Regions from separate parts of the Sus scrofa genome. Here region 2 is linked to region 1. A link is a contact called in public Hi-C data. All regions are on one chromosome and are shown on one strand. Each heading gives the region's core, a stretch centred on a gene start, on an enhancer-like site or on the middle of the called end of the contact. The rest is flanking DNA. Distances are from core to core; before and after follow the strand shown. Region 1 overlaps LOC106508004 (a long non-coding RNA gene). Region 2 holds the start of LAMP3 (lysosome-associated membrane glycoprotein 3).

The links. Hi-C and Micro-C count contacts between places; a contact is called where the count stands out from the background.
Region 2: a contact with region 1 is called in a Hi-C map of adipose tissue, with 5 times the contacts expected there. The contact joins the promoter of LAMP3 here to the enhancer-like site in region 1. A contact is called at or near these places in 17 of 47 Hi-C or Micro-C datasets (adipose tissue, brain, embryonic fibroblasts and 11 more).

The regions. Positions count from the first base shown.
Region 1 is chr13:120,664,235-120,667,327 of Sscrofa11.1, reverse strand. All of the region lies in intron 2 of LOC106508004 (a long non-coding RNA gene), which reads right to left. Among named protein-coding and RNA genes, the nearest start is that of ATP11B, 62 kb to the left of the region's middle. Within about 2 kb of position 1,282, at least 1 of the 83 cell types and tissues checked has an H3K27ac peak or open chromatin away from gene starts, as enhancers often do. A contact at or near this core is called in adipose tissue, where this site is marked.
Region 2 is chr13:121,116,366-121,119,065 of Sscrofa11.1, reverse strand. LAMP3 (lysosome-associated membrane glycoprotein 3) reads left to right here and starts at 1,406. Exons shown (of 6, transcript XM_003358698.4): 1 at 1,406-1,678. The coding sequence starts at 1,630.

The DNA of each region.
Region 1 (3,093 bases), core at 33-2,532:
ACAAACAAACAAACAAACAAACACAAAGGAAACCTAATAAATTCTTAGATTATTTTTTTTTCTTTTTATGGCTGCACCTGCAGCATATGGAGGTTCCAGGGCTAGGGGTCAAATCAGAGCTGCAGCTGCCAGCCTAGCTGAAGCTTGTGGAAACCTGGAACCTTAACCCACTGAGTGAGGCCAAGGATCGAATCTGTATCCTCATGGACACTATGTCGGGTTCTTAACTTGCCAAACCACAGCGAGAACTTTGAAAAAAAATTAAAAAAAAATTTAATTGTAATGATAAACATGTGTAGGAGTTCCCTTGTGGCTCAACAGTTAACAAACCCGACTAGGATCCAGGAGGATGTGGGTTCAATCCCTGGCCTTGCTCACTGGGTTAAGGATCTGGACTTTGCTGTGGGCTGTGGTGTAGGTCAAGGACAAAGCTTGGATCCCAAGTTGCTGTGGTGTAAGGCCAGTGGCTACAGCTCCAATTTGACCCCTAGCCTGGGAACCTCCATGCCTCAGGTGGGGCCATAAAATAGCAAAAACAAACAAACAAAAACATATAAAATTTACCATTTTAACTATTTTTAAGTGTACATTTCAGTAGTGTTAAGTATATTCCCATTGTTGTGCAACAGATGTCCAATAGTCAAACATTTCTAAAACAATAAAGTTCTAGGTGGGAACTATTGTTCTCATTAGGGAAGAATAAAATACCTCAAATGTTGTGAATTTAGTCAACTGGCAAATATTGGTACCTGACAGAAACAGGAAATTTGGGAGGTGGAAATTTGGGGGAGGAGTTAGTAGTTATCTCTGGGTTGTGGTATTATGTATGATAATTTTCATCTTAGTATCTTAAATTTGATGATTTTCCTACACTGTGCATATGTTACTTTTTTTTTTTTTTTTTTTTTTTTTGGTCAGGAATGAAACAAAAAGAAACAAAGGGAAAGCAGTACAGCTTGCTGGCAGGTGTCAAACATGTTGCCCCAATTTGATTCTGGAACATTGGAAGGTTACTTTTTAAAAATTTTTTGCATGTGGAAGTTCCCAGGCCAGGGACGGAACCTGAAGCACAGCAGTGACCCAAGCCACTGCAGTGACAAGCCGGATCCTTAACCTGCTGCGCTACAAGAGAAATCCGGAAAGGTTACTTCTAGGCACATTCTAGTAGGGGAATTTTCCTCATTTTACCCAAGATAAAGCAATTTCAGAAGTTTGGGCACAGAAGTTTCAAGGAAGCTGTCGACAGATGAGGTCCCTTGGGATGCTCAAGTTGTGGTGGAAGTTCTTGCTGTACTCAGATTTTCTGGTTGGGCTGGAGAACTTTGTTTAGTACATAAAACAGCAGATTTAAAAACATCCTTTGGCGCCACCTTAAGCTAACTTGAACAAACTGCACTTATTTAGACTGGTTTCATGTTTAGACTCAGTACCTAAACGCTCCATGAATTAGAGAGATAAAGAACTTATTTTTGAAACTATACACCAATTTCTTTCCTTTTTCCCAATTTATTCATATGTGACATGATACTTGAAATGTTTGATACCAGGATCATGGTTCAGTTAAATTTTGTTTGGACAAATATTTGTGTAGAATTTATGTACATTTGTATAGGTCTTCCTTCTGTTTTTGTAACAAAGATGTTCTAAAACACCCTTGGGATGATGACCTGAGAGCATGTTGTATATAATGTGATTGCCAGGGGAGGAAATAGCTAGGAGGTCATGGCTAAACTGAAGGAGGAATGTGCTTTATAATTATGGTAAGATCAGTCCTTAATAACAATGACAGTCAACCCTTACATGGTCCTTAAAGGGCAAGGCTCTGACCTAAGCACTTTTTATGTATTAACTCACTTAATCTTCCCAAACAACCCTACTAAAGTAAGTACAATCACCATCTTCATTTTATTTTTATTTTCTTCTTTAGGGCCACACTAGGCACATGGAAGTTCCCAGGCTAAGGGTTGAATTGGAGCTGCAGCTGCCAACCTACACCACAGCCACAGCAACGCCAGATTCGAGCCTCAGTCTGTGACCTACACCACAGCTCACTGCAACACTGGATCCTTAACCCACTGAGCGAGGCCAGGGATCAAACCCGAGTCCTCATGGATCCTAGTCGGGTTCCGTAACCACTGAGCCATAATGGGAACTCCTTTACTACCTTTCTGATCTGAATTCTGCACAGCTGAAATAGCTTGGTAGCTGGATTCTGAAGAGATGAAATGTTATCAGACATGGAATAAAATGGCTATTTTGACTTGGTGGCCCATATTGAGATATGTCATATTTAACATATGTTCACACACTTAATCTAGGAATGTGAAACCATTTTCTTTAAAGATTTTACCATGAGCACTTGCCTTCCTACTTATGCCATATGGCTTTACTCCTACTTCATTTTTCAAGAGTGTTCAGAAAACCACTCTGAAGTTTTGTGCTCTCTCACAGCAGTAAGATGGAGCAGGTATCCAACTACTCTTCAGTGGTTACCTATTTTGTGCAGTCTGTAACTGTTTGCATCTTCATTTATCTTTAACCTAGAAAAAAAAGCTTTCCTGAAACCCATCACAGGTTCTAAGAACCTCTCAGGTGACACAGGTGACCCTAACTGAAGCAGTGAGTAGCAGAGAACACCAAAGCTCCCCTCTGGGCATAAATCAGGACCTGGATTGTTTCAGGGGAGTGGCTGGTTTCTAGAGCAGCCTGGGGCTCAGGGCTCTTCTGTAGTTGTGTCAAAAACAAATAAGGAGCAGCTAGCTTGGGAGGCCAGACCCAGGACAGCCTTTAGTCCTACATAACAAGGTCATTTGTTTCCCAGTCTGGAGTATAAACAGGGCTCTTCACTGTCTTGAACCACCTCTTTTTTTTGGGGGGGATTAGATGTTTATTCAGAGTATTTTACTAATTATATCATGCAGGGGTCATAGTGTTTATTTTGTAAATATCATATGTAGTCTATAGTCTTTGTCTAATGTTATCACAAATCCAAATTTAGTGGAATTCCAATGAAATAACTTTGCTTTTAATTTAATTTAATTTGTGTGTGTGTGTGTGTGGCAAAGGATAGTACAGCATTTATTGTAAGGCTAT
Region 2 (2,700 bases), core at 157-2,656, 450 kb before region 1:
AAAGTCATCTCTATTTTTTTTTTTTTTTTTTGCCATGCCTGTGACATGTGGAAGTTCCCAGGCCAGGGACTGAACCTGTGCCACAGCTATAACTCGAGCCACAGCAGTGACAGTGCTGGATCTTTAACCCACTGAGCCATGGAGGAACTCCTGCCTATTCTTCATCCAGTGTGGTTCTAAGCAGCAGACAATTGATCAGTCACTCTCTAGTTATTTATGTATATCAATAAATGTTGCTTCTCAGCTAGGCAGTAAGCAACTTGAAAGCATATATCATATCTAGTCCAGAGCACCTCTTTAGCAGTCGTACAGCAAGGTGCTTAAAATCCTAAAGTCTCAAGCCAGACTGGATTCATAGCCCAGCTTTTTCATTTATTACCTAAGTGACTCTGGGCAAGTCGCTTGACCTCTCTGTGCTCCGTTTCCCCATCTGTGAAACGGGACAACAATGATGCAATAATGCCCACATAAAGTGGCTGTGGGGCTTAAGTGGAATAAGAAGAGTGAAGAATAAGAATAAACACATACTATCCACTTAGTGATTGTCTGTTGAATAAATTGACTCAAAGTCTAGAATCCCAGTCAAGAAGTAGCTGAAATTAGGCTGACACAGGTTAATCTTCTCTTCACTTTGGTAAATTTACCTGATTAGAGCAATATAGTACAGTAAAATGGTTGCCAAATTTGCTTTTCAGGTATCGATCTGAGACTAAACTGAACGCCCTGAATCCAGTCATCAGGAGGGTATCCTAATATACTGCGTATATGAGCGTTCCTCACTGGGACTCACAGCTCCGAGCGATAGAACATCATTGTTTTGTCTAATTAAGAGAGAAAGGCGATAAGACATGAAAAGGTTGCCTTTTGAGGATATTGAATATTATTTGTGTTCCAGGAGAATCACCTGGCAGTAGGCATTATGATCCCTGTCATACAGCAGAAGAAACCAGGGCTCAAGGTTACCCACAGCCATACCTCTGGTAAGTTGGCAGAGCCAGATTCAAACCCAGATCTCCCCAGCTCCCAAGCTCGCACTCCTCCCACTCCCCCCAAGATGAGGTCCCCAGGTGAGGCTGCCATGAGCAGAGAGCAGGGCTGCCTCTTGTGAGTACACTCAGAGATAAACAGTGCTCTAGCCACTGAGTTTTGACTCCTGCTCATCCTCATGACTGAGGCACTGGTTTTCTCCTGCCTGGAAAGAATCTCTGGGTTTATAGAAATGACTCAAGGTCTTAGAGAAAAATGGAGGCCTGACTTATGAGAGAAGGAAGCAGGCACTGCCACAGGTCCACTACCTCTTATGGAAATGATCTCAGATGCCCTTAACCTTGGCTGAGGGGCCTCCCCCACCCCCTTCCCAGCCCTCACAAACAAAGGCAAAGATGAAAGTACCTGCTTTCACACAAGGGCCACTTCTGGTTTCCCTCCCCACTCAGCACACCACTTGGGAGGGCCTTTCCGTTACTTCTCATAATGCAAGTGACTTTGGTTTCTCTGCCACAAGTGAATGAGGGACAGAGGGAGTGTCTTCTTTGCTACCGGAGCCTGCCCCGGAATTAGCCTTCTGCGCTGTTCAGAAGACCCAGCTGTTCTGAGCTCTGAGTGCTGCAGCCCCTTGGAGAGACAACCATGTCCTGGCGGCTCTCTGCAGTGCTGGTGTCCTTCGTGTCCCTGGCTGGTGAGTGACACACTTGACTTTCCATGGTGACCCTGCCACATCTGGTCCTATTAAACATAAATGCATTCTAGTGCCACTGATTTAAGTGGGAGAAGACAGACAGGAGATAGCTATAGTGGCTTCAGCTACTGTGGGTGTTTGACTTGGGAGTGTCTTGCTATTGCCTTACACATGGAGCACACCTTCATTTTTTTCCAAAGACTTTCATAGTTTTGGACTTGTCTTCCATGAATCAGGCAGAGGAGGTGTCAACCCCAGAAGGCTGTGACACTGTCTCTGGCTCCCAAATGGGTTCTAGATACCTTATTAGGAAGCATTTGTAGAAATTACTTTGATTTAAGAGGCAAAGAACTGAGGGAATTCCCATCATGGCTCAGCAGTAACGAACCCTACTGGGATCCATGAGGATGCAGGTTCAATCCCTGGCCTCGCTCAGTGGGTTAAGGATCCGGTGGTGCCATGAGTTTTGCTGTAGGTCACAGACATGGCTCAGATCCAGCTGTGGCAGTTGTGTGGGCCAGAAGCTGTAGCTCTGATTCAAGCCCTAGCCTGTGAACTTCTTTATGCCACGAGTGTGGCTCTAAAAAGAAAAAAAAAAAAAAAAAAAGAGAGAACTGAGCCAGGGCTTAGAAATGGGGCTTTTGCCACACTTTCTGGGGAAAGCATGTCATGCCTTGCTTTTCTGCTTTTCTCAAATGAAGTGCTATGTTTATATTACATAAACATTGAGTAGTGAAGGTGAACGAGATATGGTCCGACAAACTGTGCCATAAGATTTCTTTTTTGATTACCAGCGTATTTCAGATCAGAGAGACTATCTGAGAAATTGAGTTTTAATGATTATTTTTTGTCCACACACCCTGCTTTCACCAAGAGCATTTTCTCCCTAGGATATTGAATTTTTTTTTGTGCTGTTATCAAGTTTGCTGGTTGCATCACAATTCCTTCAAGAACCTCTGACTTGAACTTGTGAGGCAACTGGCTCTGTCTACATGGCCCTACTAATACACTCAGGTGGGGGA